Linked DNA regions of Ovis aries: region 2 is linked to region 1. Evidence: chromatin contacts called from public Hi-C data. All regions are on one chromosome and are shown on one strand. Each heading gives the region's core, a stretch centred on a gene start, on an enhancer-like site or on the middle of the called end of the contact. The rest is flanking DNA. Distances are from core to core; before and after follow the strand shown.

What was found. A called contact is a pair of places that touch in the nucleus more often than the background predicts.
Region 2: a contact with region 1 is called in a Hi-C map of hypothalamus, with 4 times the contacts expected there. The contact joins the promoter of PEX10 here to the promoter of MMEL1 in region 1. A contact is called at or near these places in 5 of 16 Hi-C or Micro-C datasets (blood, hypothalamus, liver and 2 more).

The regions. Positions count from the first base shown.
Region 1 is chr12:49,576,201-49,582,946 of ARS-UI_Ramb_v3.0, forward strand. It overlaps MMEL1 (membrane metalloendopeptidase like 1), which reads left to right and starts at 2,699. Exons shown (of 22, transcript XM_042257377.2): 1 at 2,699-2,905. The coding sequence starts at 2,752.
Region 2 is chr12:49,743,608-49,750,353 of ARS-UI_Ramb_v3.0, forward strand. It overlaps PEX10 (peroxisomal biogenesis factor 10), which reads left to right and starts at 3,336. Exons shown (of 6, transcript XM_027975744.3): 1 at 3,336-3,546; 2 at 4,486-4,566; 3 at 4,920-5,320; 4 at 6,497-6,672. The coding sequence starts at 3,435.

The DNA.
Region 1 (6,746 bases), core at 1,449-3,948:
TTTACCCCAGATCCCTGGCTCTGTGGCCTGGCCCCAACCTTGGACTCTTACAGAGTCCCAGGAGCCCAAGGGGATCCTTCCATCTGTGAGATTCTGAAATGGAAGCAGAACCATGCTGGTGACAAAGTCAGGCCTGGAGAAGGGACATCTGGGTTCTGACTGGGGCCTCCTTTACCCAGAGGCCCCGACTCTGGCCCCATCATGGGCCAGGGATGCCTAACCAACACTGAAGCACTGGGGTGCCCCTGCCAACCCCAGAGGCCCTCTCCTGTTCCCCCAGTCAGGGCCACCTGCCTTCTGGGGGCCAGTGTGTCTGAGTGGGGACCCTTCCTGGTGGCCCCACCCCCACCCCATCATGATGAGCAGGGATCCCTGCTCCCCTCACAGCCCGGCAAGGCCCCAGAACCCAGCACCCTCACTAGACCCTCCCTGGAGACAAAAGAGAAAGGAACCCCGTGACCAGGGTGGTTCTTGGTTCCAACCTCTCCACCAAGGTGAGTAGGGTAAGGAGAAGGGCCTGGCCTTCCTTCCCAGGAGCCCTGTGGCCCCTTTGAACCCAGGGGACAGCAAAGATGGATGAAAGGCAGGAGGTGGGACCCTCAGCCTCGAGGGACTTCACTCACTCAGCAGGAAGCCTAGAGTCCCCAGAGCAGCTCTTGGCCCCTCCCCCACACCAAACCCAGATGGAACTTGCCCACTGTGAGCAGGAGGGGGTCCACCTCCAGAGAATCCATGCTCGCATCACAAAGGAGGCCAGAAGCCTGGAGCCACTGTCTCCCACCCCTGGGCACCCTCCTGACTCAGCCTTCTGAGACATGTCTGTGGTGGCCGTCCTGAGTGACCCAAAGGTGAGCCGAGCGAGGGGCCTTCCTGCCAGGCCAGCTTTCCTGGGCAGCACAGCCAGGAGAGCACCCTCCAAGCACCACCCCATTGCCCAGGCCCCAGACAAGCCGCCCAGCACAGCCCCTCAGCTCCTGTGAGGACCCCTGTCTGCCCAGCTGGCCACAGAGGCCTGAAGATGCCATGACTGTGCCTCCAGGGAGGTTGGGTCCCCAGCTTCTCCCCTTGTTGGTACCTGGCTTTGTCCTCAGTCCTCAGTGAGAGTTTTTACTGTATGCCTACCTTTGTTATGCGGAGTCCCCTGGAGTCAGCAGGACACAGTGAAGTGGACTAACTGAGTGATGAGGAAATTCATTAGATCTGATCAGAGAAGATGCTGGCAAAACCAGGGCCACAGGGGCTAAGTTGGGCTCAGATCAGTCAGCCTGACTCATCCTTTCGTTCATTTATTCAAGTCAGTGGATGCCTCCACAGTCATGGGCACCCACCTAGGTCCTGAGGACCAGGTAGAAGGAGCCCTGTGATCCCCACACTGACACCGCCAATGGGGAGGTGGACAATGGGAATAGAAATAAGGACTGTAGAGGCTGAACCACAGATGAGGTGGTGAAGCAGTTCAGGTCTGGGCTTGGGCCAGACCGGGGGAGGCCTGGCTAAGGGGACCACAAACAAGGACTTCCAGAAGGGGAGGGGTGCAGAGAGAAGTGATGGAAGCCTGGCTGCTCCTCCCTGGTTGGGTTGTGTGGCAGTGATGTCAGAGGGCTGAGAGACCCACCCCCCACCCCTCACCCCTCAGTGAGTCTGGATACGTGTTGGCATTGAGAACAGCTAACCCAGTCATGGGCAACCTCGGGCCACGCTTACCTGCCAGCAGGCGAGACTGGGTCTGTCCTCTGTGCTGGTGTAGACTGGGCCCCAGCCCCGACATCAGGAGCATGAGCTCACGTGAGGACTGAAGCTGGGAGGGCAGCCCACTCTCCCCAGGGACCCAGGCACCTTTCTCGGTCAGGGCCCTGAGTGCCAGCAACAGAGGTGTGCACATGAGCACACACACACATACACCCAGGGGCATGCGCACATGTGTACATGCACATGTGCAGGTTCACACGCTCATCCCATGCAGTCACACACATGTGCATCCACACGTACGCTCACATGCACAGGGGACTCATGCAGCCCTCTGTGAACTGTCCTCACTGACCCGGGCAGTGCACCCTCTCGTGCCCACAGCTGCAGCCCCGGGTGTCCTCCATGCTGCTCGGAGCCTGGCCGTCACCACCTGGCCGGCTGGAGAAGGCGTCCCCTCTGTAGTGACAGGGTGGGGGGACAACTGCTGAAGCTGCCCTGCCGTGTCCTGTCTTGGCTTGCCTGGCCACCGCAGTCACCCTCGCCTCCCCCTAGACCCCTTGGGCTCCAGGCAGGAACAGTGAGCAGGGAGCCCAGTGGCCCAATCCACCTCCCAGAGGGTGTCCCTGATGCAGGGGGGCCCACAGCTCCAGGACATCCCTGCAAATCAGGACAAGAGCCCCAGGCAGGATCCGCTGCAGAAGCCCCTTGACATCTTGGGAGCTGGGTCTCCTGGGTCCTGCGTGCCCACCCCAAGCTGTGAGCTGAGGGACCCCAGACCAATCTCTGCCCTAAAGCAGACTTTGAGAGGCCAACCTCAAAAAGGGACTGCCAACGGGCCAGGGCCGGGCCTGCTCCACTCAGACTCGCTGGGAAAGGGAGGAGAGCCCTCAGGCGCAGGACCTGGGATGGAGAAAAGGGCCGAGCACCCTCCAGCCTCGGGCAGGGCCTCCCTAGCGCCACACCCAGCCCCCGCTGCCCTGACGCCCCACCCCGGGTGGACGCCGCCCCTGCCTTGGCCTTGGGGCTCCTCCGCTGTGCGGTTTCCCCGTCTAGAGACTTGCGATGGGCAAGCCCGAGAGCCCAGTGGGGATGGTGGAGATCGCCGGCCGCTCGGGGCAGAAGCACCGAGGCTTCCTGGAGGCGGGGCTGCTGCTGCTGCTGCTCCTGGTGACCGGCGCCCTGGTCACCCTGGGCCTCCTCTACGCCGACAGCAGAGGTGAGTGGGGGCGCCCCCTTCCCCCGGACGGGCCACCGGCACCCTGCTCACCGCGCTTGTCCGCACCCGACCTCCGGAAGGTCTGCGCGCCCGCCCACTCGGAGGAGCCCGCCTGGCGAGCAGGGCAGGCGGGGTCTGCGCGGGGCACCGGGGGCGGCCCGGCTGTGGTATAGCCTGGTGATGAGGGGCACTGACCTGTGGGGACCGGGGACCCTTCTGGAAGGCTCTGCCCAGGCGCGGGCTGGCACCAGGCTGGTTCTGACTCGGTGGGCCTCTGCCGGACTCCAGAGAAGCTGTAGACCCTGTCCCCAGCCCCATCTGCGAGCCCCCTCCCCTCCGCTGCCGCACAGAGCGCTGCAGTTCCCGGCCGGCCCAGCAGCAGGAGCCCGCGCTCCAGCACTCGCGGCGCAGCATCCTCCGGCCGCCGCGCTCACCTGCCGCCTCCCTGGCTGCCGCCCGCAGGGACCTCGCTGGGATCCTCCTCCCCCGCCGCTGACGGCCCGGGTTCCCCGGCCTCATGGCGTCTCAGGCTCTGCTTTTCAAACCTTGGTGGGGAGGGTGGGAGCAGGCTGGGGTCCTAGGGAAGTGGGGGAGCGAGAGCGCCCTGCTGGAACACCCCCACTGACAGAGCCCAAACTGTCCCTTCCTGGGGTCACAAGGCATGGGAAACAAGGGGAGGCGCTCACGTGTCTGCACCTGGGCACCAGGTAGCCCAGGTCAAACCCTGGGGTGTGAACTGTCCTCACTGGAGCACCTTGCTCCCCCAAGGGGCATGTGCAATGGGTGGACACCAACTGGGAGGTGCTCTAGGTTCCTCCTGCAGGCGGGTGGGTGGGCAGCGGGCTCAGGACTCAGGAGGATCTGCAGGAAAAGACACCCTCTCCACCACCACCCCAGCATCCTCAACAATAGGCCAGTGGCAGTCTTTGTACTAGAATGTTCCTTCACTGACTGGAGCCACCTGCATTGCTATGGGACCACCCAGACATTGCTGGCCAGCACTGTTTCTCTGAACCAGGAGTGGGCGCCACCCCCAGATGTAGTGGGCATTCCCCCTCCCCCCAGGGCTGCTCCTGCCTGACTGGGTGCCCGGCTGCACCCTGCCAGCTGCTTCGGTCTCTGGCCACCCTGGGTCTTCTGTCAGGGTGGATGGGCACTGCATGACAGATCTCTCAGAGAGACCCCAGGGAACTCTGTTCACAGCTACTGGGCTGCAGAAACCCAGCTGAGGGGCTTCCTGGGGACTGGGCTGACCCCACCCCATCCCAGTCCTCATCTAGGCAGTACTGAGAAGTGTGAGCCCACCCTGACTGCAACAGCCATCCCTTCTCCTCCTGGTTCCCTAAATACAAGTGGGGTCTCTGCCAGGGCTCCTGTGTCCTCCCCTACCCCCACAAATGACCCATAGCCAGTCTCTGCCTCAGGTCCTGATAGAGCCTGTGGAAGGGTTTATATGCTGTGTTATTGCTTATTCTTAAGTACTTTCTCATCCACTTTTTTTTTTTTTCTTTTCGTTGATTCATGAATTACTTGGAAATCTCTCTTTTAAATTTCTAGATGGATGGAGATTTTTTTCTTAGTTGCCTTTTGTAATTGGACTCTAACTTAATTGAATTGTCATCAGAAACCATGGTTTACGTGATACTGATTCATTGGTATTTGCTGAGACTTGCTTTACGACCAATACAAGGTCAGTTTTATAAATAATCCACGTGTGATACGGAATACATCCAATCATAATTAGGTGAAAGTGGAGACACAGATGAGGCTTAGTACATCTATTAGGTCAATCAAATCTATATATTTGTTTCTTTCCATTTTCTTGATCTTTTAATTATTGAAAGATGTGTGTACTAAAACTTAGCCCTAGAGAACTTTCCACTTTCCTTGTAGTTATGTCAAGTATTAAATTGCCTGTTTTAAGACCCTCTGTGCTGTGTGCTATGTAACATCAGCCATGTCCAACTCTGTGCAACCCCATGGACTTTAGCCCGCCAGGCTCCTCTGTCCATGGGATTCTCCAGGCAAGAACACCAGAGTGGATTGCCATTCCCTTCTTCAGGGGATCTTCCCAACCCAGGGATCGAACGCAAGTCTCTTCCATCTCCTGCACTGGCAGACTACGTTAAGGAAATTCCCTGACAGTCCTGTGGTTAGGACTCCATGCTTTCAGCACCAAGGGCATGGCCAAAAACAAGCTACATTATTATATGGATGCAAATTTAGAATCAGTGTATCTTCACTCAGTGTAATGGTGTGAGTGAAAGTCACTCAGCCGTGTCAGACTCTTTGCCACCCCACGGACTATACAGTCCATGGAATTCTCTAGGCCAGAATACTGGAATGGGAAGCCTTTGCCTTCTCCAGGAGATCTTCCCAACCCAGAGATCAAACCCAGGTCTCCCACATTGCAGGCAGATTCTTTAACAGCTGAGCCACAAGCCAAGTCTGTATAATGGTGTAGTGCCCCTTTATGTCTTAATGTGCCTTTTGCCTTAATATGTTTTGTTTTCAATTCTGTCTCATCTGATCTGGGTTAGCATTTGCTCTCTATTTCCTCCATTCTTTTTCTTTGGAATTTTGTCTCTTTAGCCCTACATGTGTGTCTTTTGGAACCGTGTATTTTGTGTGGATTTTGGTCCCTATCTTCTGCCTGGAGGATTTTGTCTCAGTCTATTCACACAAAAACATGTTTTTTTCTGTTGTGTTCTTCTGTGCTTCGATGCCTTTTTTCTTTTTTCTCACCTTCTTTTGGATTGGGCTATTATGTTTCACTCCATTTTACCTCAACTAGCTTGCAAGTTTTATATTTCTAATCCTTTTAAAGGTTATCTCAGATTTTTTCATTTTAATATGTTTTTCAAAAGTTATAGATAAGGCTCTTTCATAAAAGCAACTTTTTAAAATAAAATTTACAGTAGCAAATACAGTCCCAGGCCTATACTCCTGCCCATCCTGGAATTATGCTCCTCAGAAGTTGTCATATTCGTTGTCTAGTACAGAGGTTGGATACCTCTGGCCCATTGCTTGTTTTCCTAAATAAAGTTTTATTGGAACACAGCAGTGTCCATTCACTTGGATATTGCCTGTGGATGTTTTCATGCTACAAGAGCTAAATCGAGTAGGTGAGACAGAGTCTGTATGTGACTCACAAAGGCTAAAATATTTATCCGGCCTTTTACAGAAAAATACTGCCAACCCCTGGACTGGAATGTCTAAACTTCATCTCTGGACTCTTCTCTCTTTATTGTCATTGCTAGATCACAGAGAGGCACTATAAGGTTGTGGTTAATACCCAGGCTCCAAAGTCTGACAGGCTTGTGGGCTTGCCAGCCTCCCCAGATCCCAGCTATGTGACCTTGGAGGGTTTTCATCACACCTTTGTGCTTCAGTTTCTTTATCTGTAAAATGGAACATAACATAGTTAGAGGCTTACTTGAGGGTTCAATGATTTAATACTTCAAAAACACTTAGAAAAATGTCTATCATGATATTATGATCAGATTTTGTAATAGAAAGTTAGATTTGTCATTGATCCTCTATCAGTATTATTATTGACATCCCAAATGGGAGGCAGATTTGGCTCCTTAAGCCACCCAAGCTTCTACGGTCCCAGTATAGCTACATCATTGCCTTTGATAAATCCATACTCATCACTACATAGTTCTACTGAGTGAATATTTTTCATAGCTGAGCTATGAAGACTATCTGGATTATATTTCCTTTCCTTGTTATTTTTGGTTTTCTTATTAATAGCAATCTTGTTTAAAGACTCTCATTTTTCTCTTGCTTCTTCCACCCTCCTCAGACTGCATACATGTCTGTAGGATGGTGTGATATT
Region 2 (6,746 bases), core at 2,086-4,585, 170 kb after region 1:
AACTGCAGCAGCCCACCCCCGACTCTATTCCCACTGCCCCACTAGGGGCAGCAGTGCGCACTTCTGCTCCACGTGCCACAAACAGCCTGCTCAGTCAAGGACCCAGGCCTGACAGCAAAGCTGACCCAAGGTCCCCAGCCATCTGTGTCTCCCCACACCACCCCCAGGTTAGCATCTCAGCCTCACTGGCTCCTCAGCCATCCTCAGACGATGAGAAGCACCTGCTCCCCATTATAGGATATGCCAGGGGATCCAGGGTTCCAGGAAAGGCTCTGCTGGGAGCAGACCACCCCCAGTCCCAGGGCAGCGGTGCACCCAGCCAGGTATCCTGCCATGCTTGGAAGACCCCATGCCCTGGAGATTCGGGAGGAGGGGGTCACACAGCAAGACCACCTTGGCAACAGTCCAGTGCTGCAAGCTGACCCACTATGCCCCTCCTTCCTTCTCTGGACAGGTATTCCTGAGCTGGGCTCGAGGGCACAGCAGCTGCCCAAGCAAGAAGGTATGTCCAGTGAAGCTGGTCTCTCAGCAGAGGGACACAGACCAGCTGGCCAGCCTGACCACTGGGCTGCTGGGTGGGGCTGGGGGAGGTTGGGAGATGAGCAGGGGAACCAAGAGAGTGTGCATAGGGCTGCCCCCCATGCTGAGCTCAATGAGGGGCCATAGCAAGTGTCCTGAAGGAGGGACCGATCTGACAGTGTGAGGAAGTGACTGAATTCAGTGGCGAGGTGAGGACCCTGCTCCCACTGACTCAGACCCAGCCCTGCCCAAGCCTGCAGCTGCTGATACACACAAAATAGGCACTTTATAAGCATCAGTTCCTTATATCTGCATCCCCATTCCGCAGACCAGAAAACTGAGGCCCAGGGGTGTCAGAGGGAGCAGGTGAGTTCCCGTAGATGAGGTTACACAGCTGAGGTCACAGCAGGTCCCTGGCTCAGCTGCTTCTGCAGAAAGGGAGCCAAATGAAGTAGAGGACGTCTAGGCCCCATGCGGGGTCTACACCCAGTCAGATATGTGCCTGCTCCCAGTGGCCAAGTCCTTGCGGGTCTTCCCCTTCCTGTCCCAGGAGCCAGAGTTGGTCAGAAGTCACATGGTGAGGCCTCCAGCAGAAGACCATCGCACGCCCGGGGCTCCAACCTGCCTGGCCACCAGGGGACAAGGACAGCTGACTCTTGACCAGGCTGGGACTTCCCGTCCACCCCGACTTCCTTCTGAAACTGTCTCATCCCTCTCCTTAGCCATGTGGCCATCTCTGCACCCTGCTAGCCTCACTCCTTCTTTGGTTTTGATCCAGATTCACTCTTTAGGTGAGACTCACTACCCAGTCCTCTACAATTCTACTGCTACCCTGGCGGAGCAAGTGGGCTGATGGCGCCACCTGCTGGCCATTCTGGGCTCTGACCCTGCTCCCAAAAAACCCAAGTCACAGTTAGGGCCCTCGGACCCCAAGTAACCAGCTCCACGGCAGGTGAAGACACCGGGGGTGGCCTGGACCCAGTTGGATCCCAGGCCCCACTTCCCTGAGAACAGTCACACAGTAACAGTTTCTGGCCTTGCCCTGCCCAGTGTGGCAGTGCTGGTAGGAAGACCTGGACATGCAGTGCGGGGCAGGGAGGTGGAACCAGCCGGTGGGGGAGGTGACACAGGTTAGGCCTGCCCCTCAAGGTTCTGACGGAGCCAGGTGGTAACCCTGAGGAAGGGGACAAAACCTCTTCAAATCAACCTTGGTGCTGGTGGACACTGTCTGTGCAAACCCACAGGCCAGGGCGTCTCTGGGGCCAGCCTGTCTGACGAGAGTTGGCCAGAAACTAGTGAGGCTTGTGTCTCCACCTGGCCTCTGCCTGAGGGTCCACCCCAGACTACAAACCAAAGCAGTGGGTGGCCTCTGTGACCAGGGTACACAGACAAGGGCACCACTCCAAGGGTCACTGGGGCTTCAGTAGCAGGAGGGACTGTGGGACCACCCAGGTCCTGTCTCCTCCCTCTAGGTGGGGCCTGCCTGCACCTGGTGGAGCCCGACGAGACCTGAGTCTGTCCCCAGGCTGGCTCCGTGCAGCTGAGCTGTGCTGCCTGGGCACATACCAACATTCATGTGGGAGCAAAAGTGAGGCAGGAGCTGCAACCCATCTCAGCCCACACCCTCCCAGCCAAAGTCAGGGCCCTGGTGGTTCCCCTACCCCCTCGGGTCACATGCCTCCTTTCTCTCCTACCCCTTAGGTCCGAAAGGACAAGGCCCTCTGGTCCTTGTGGCGCGTCCCTACAACCCCCTCCACTGAGGCACACATACAACTGAGGCACACATACAGACACTTTGATGCTGCAGTCCATGGGGACAAAAAGAGTCGGACACAACCGAGTCATTGAACTGATGGCCTGCTCACTTCTCAAGTGACTCAGTGGTAAAGAATCTGCCTGCTAATGCAGGAGACACAGGAGACTGGTTTGATCCCTCAGTGGCGAAGATCCCCTGGAGGAGGAAATGGCAACCCACTCCAGCATTCTTGTCTGGAGTATTCCATGGACAGAGGAGCCTGGCGGGTGACAGTCCATGGGGTGGCAAAGAGTTGGACAGACTGAGCAAGCACACACACACACACAACCTGCTCCAGACCCAGAGCCCTTAGGACACCCCAACTGCCTCCTCTCACTGCCCTCTCCCCAGGCCCCTCACTGGGCCCTGAACTGCAGCTCAAGTCCAGCTGTAGCCTGTGCCTGGGCATCGGGATCCCCTCTGGTGCGTGGCCTCCCAGTCTCCCCACCCCCCACCCCTCACCCCTGCGGCCCTCTTTGGTCCCTGCTCTGAGAGAAGCTGAGAGGAGTCGGGGGTCTGCACGTGTGGGTCAGCCGCTAGTATAAACACCGAGGTTCAAGAATCCGCGCTCCCTGCCCTCTCCCGGGCCCCAGAGCTCCTTTCCTGGGCCCACAGGCGGGTCGCAAGTATTAGAACTCAGGGGCGCCAGCGCCCCTCAGAGAGAACTGCAGGGAGCGGGGAGACCACAGCCCACCTTACTTCCGGCCCCGGGGGCGGCCAAGTGCCCCACCAAGGGGAGTCAGCACCTGCTGTGGCTCTGACTCCTCTCCCAGTTTCTGGGGGCCGTCCCCGCGGTCACTTCCCACACTGTGCCGCTCACCAGTCCCCGGCTCACCCGCCCCCTTCACCCGCCCCCTCCACCCGCCCCCTTCACCCGCCCCCTTCACCCGCCCCCTCCAGCCCTGCGTCCGCACCCTGGGCCAGGTTCGCGCCGCTCGGACCGCGCCGCTGTCAACCCCGCCCCGCCCCAGGCCCCGCCCTCAGTGACGCGCAAGGTCTGCGCCGCACGCCGAGCCCAGTTGTCATCTGGCGCCGCCTCGTGGGCGTGGCTATCTGGGTGCCTCCGTCGCCTCCCTGTACCCCGGTCCCCAAGATCCCCGCGGCCCTGCGACCCTTGACCATGGCTTCCGCGGCCGCCAGCCCGCCGGAGGTGGTCCGCGCGGCGCAGAAGGACGACTACTACCGCGGCGGGCTGCGGAGCGCGGCGGGCGGCGCCCTGCACAACCTGGCAGGTGAGGGCCGCTGCAGGGGTCTTGGGGGCCGTACGGGCCGTGGGGGCGCGAGGCGGGAAAACGAGCCCCAGGCCCGCCGGTCAGCCCTCTGCAGGCTCGGCCTAACCCTGCGCGCCCCGCGAGACCTGAGCTGAAGGAAGGAGCGGATGCTCCGGTCTTTGACCCCTGCTGCAGAGGGCGAGGGCGGAGGCCAGGCACCAGGCGCAGAAGAATTCACGGCTCTGCTGACACGAGGCTACCGTGGAGCAGGGTCGTTGGAGTACAGTGTAGGGGCAAGAGGGTGGGGTAGATTCCAGCCGACAGCGGGCTCCTTCGGAGCAGCTGAAGGGAAGCTGGACTGTACACTGGGGTCGGGTGGCCATGGGCCGGCCTTGGGCAAGAGAGGAACACGACAGGATCAAAACAAATGGCCCGTGTATTAATTTTGCTAACAGGTTCACTTACTCCATGCCAGACACTGCTCTCCGTGCTTCAGAACATTAACTCGTTTTGTTAACACATGCCTGCCTGGAGGACCTGTTGCCATTACCCTCCTCAGAGACAGAAAAATGGGGATCACAGAGATATAACTCACCTGAGCTCACAGCCAGCAGTGTGGGAGCTCCGGTTTGATGCTGGTCAGTGGTCTTGGCTTGAGCTCCCGGTCACTGTGTTACACTGCCTGTCCTTGTGGTTCTCTAGGTTCTAGAGCAGTTGCCTAGGTGGATCCTGGAGGGGGCATGGCTGCAGGTGGGTAGGTTCTCAGGACACTCAGGGCCCAGGCGAGGCAGGTGTCAATGGAAAGAGTGAACAGCGTGAGAGTCCAGGGAGCGCGAGCAGAGTGTGGGGAGCGAGTCAGGGGCTCGCTGAGCCTGGGCAGCAGGAGCGAGGATTGTTCTGACCCTCATGCCCCACGGCCCCCAGCCCCTCAGGAATAACGCATACAGTTTCTCCTCTCAGGTGCGAAGAAGTGGCTGGAGTGGAGGAGAGAGGTAGAGCTGGTGTCAGATCTCGCCTACTTCAGCCTCACCACACTAGCAGGTAGCGGCCACAGTGCAACCTCCCGAGGGGCCCTGAGGACAGGAAAGGACTGCCTGCAGAGGGAGCTTTCTGGAGGTGCTTCACAGTGTCCCTCAACTGGCCCGCATGCAGCCTCTATGAAGGAAGGGACCCAGACCCCTCCCTAGGTGGGGCCCAGGCCCTGAGTCCAGGCCAGGCCTCTGGAAGCCCTGAGGTTCCCTGTCACATCTGTCTAGGACTGTTTCTCTGCAGCTGAACCTGTGGCCCGAGGGGTCCCAGCACTGTGCCCTGCCACAGGGTGTGGGCTGTGAGGATCATCCTTCGGAGGGGAGGTGGGGGCCCGGTAGAGATCACTGAGGCCCCTCTCCCTGCAGGCTACCAGACCCTTGGGGAGGAATACGTCAGCATCGTGCAGGTGGGCCCATCACAGCGCCACGTGCCCTCAAAGCTGCGACGCGGGGTCCTGGTTGCGCTGCACACCGTCCTGCCCTACCTGCTGGATAAGGCCCTGCTCCACCTGGAGCACGAGCTGCAGGCTGCCGGCGACAGCGCTTGGCCCTTGCGGGGCAGCCTGGCCCCCAGCAGCCAGTCAGGGGTGAGGCGCTGGGTGCACCGGCGCATGGCCGGCCTGACAGAACAGCAGCAGGGGGTGCTCCTGCGGGCCATGTCAGTGCTCAGGCAGGGCCTCGGGTGCCTCCAGCGTCTCCACGTGGCCTGGTTCTACATCCACGGTGTCTTCTACCACCTGGCCAAGAGGTTCACGGGCATCACCTACGTAAGTAACAGGTCTGGCTTGTCTGTGGAGGCTGTTCTTCGGGGACTATGCCCACAAGCAGTCACAGGGCCGGAGCTGAAATCCCCACTGGAAGCATGGGTCTTGTCGGGTCCTGTTTTACTAAAAGACCGGAGGAAGTTTGGTTTCCAAATACCCTGATGAGGGTGGGGTGAGCCTTTTTTCCACTGCCAGCACCTGTGGCCACGTTGCTGTATACCCGGGCTCCTGGGCCCTATGCCCACCCCATCCAGGCCATCCTTACAGAGGGTCAGGTTTGGGGCCATCCCCCTGAGGATGACCCAATAACAACCACATGGACCCTGTTGCCACCAGCATCCCTGCTAGCCTCCCACCTGGGGAGGTCTGATGGTCTCTCTAGACCTGGTGGTCTCCGCCCATCACAGGGACTCCAACCCTGCTGGGTCTCAGCTGATGCCCTGGCTTCAGAGTTCATCCAGAAGGCCTCCCCTTGGGCCCCACCTCCCCAAGGTCTCCAGGCTCTCCCCCACCCCCTGGCCTCCCTTGGCAGGGGTGTCCAGCGCCTCTGCGCCTCCTCCTCCCAGCTCCAGTGCTCACTGCACCCGCACTACCCGTTGTGTCAGGTGTCTGTCGAGCTGCTGCAACCCACTCAGGGCCTCGGGGCAGCCACGGGGTCTCTTGCTCCGCAGACACCAGGGCCCCACCTCTTGGGCTCCGGCTGGTCTGGCTAACCTGACAGTCCCTGCTCCCAGCTAGGAAAGGAGACAGCAGTGGAGGGCAAGCAGCTTTCCATTGGAGGATGTGGCTGGGAGTCCCAGCCTGCAGAGAGTCACCTGGGCAGCCCAGGGCCTTGATACAAGCAGGAGCTTCTGTTTCCGAATGGGGATGAGTAGTGGATCTGCCATGCAGGGCTCGCCTGCCGTCCGCAGGGCTCCCCCGCTCAGGCCTCTTTGCTGGTTCCTTTTCTGTGAGGCTTGAGTGCCTAGCAGTCCCCTTCCTACGATGCCTTGCTTGCAACCAGTGACCTGCAGGCTCCCATCGCCATCCTCGTTGCTCAGTGCTGGGCCCACCAGGCACTCCTGCCCGCTCCCGCAGCCAGAGGCAGGCTTGGCTTAATCCCACCTGAAGGCCAGGCCCTTGGGCTGCTCAGTGCCTCACGCCCTCTGACCATGTGACTATCCCCTGGGTCCCTGACAGCTCCGTGTCCGCCGCCCACTCGCAGAGGACCCTCGCGTTCGCGCCAGCTACCAGCTGCTGGGGCTGGTGTCCCTGCTGCACCTGGCGCTGGCTGTGGGCCTGCAGCTCTACGGCTTCCAGCAGAGGCAGCGCGCCCGGAGGGAGTGGAGGCTACAGCGCGGCCTGTCCCACCGCAGGTGTGTGGGATAGGGCAGGGGCGCAGGGCAGGGGCTGGCTCCGCAGGTGCCCGGCGGGACTCCAGCTCAGTTGT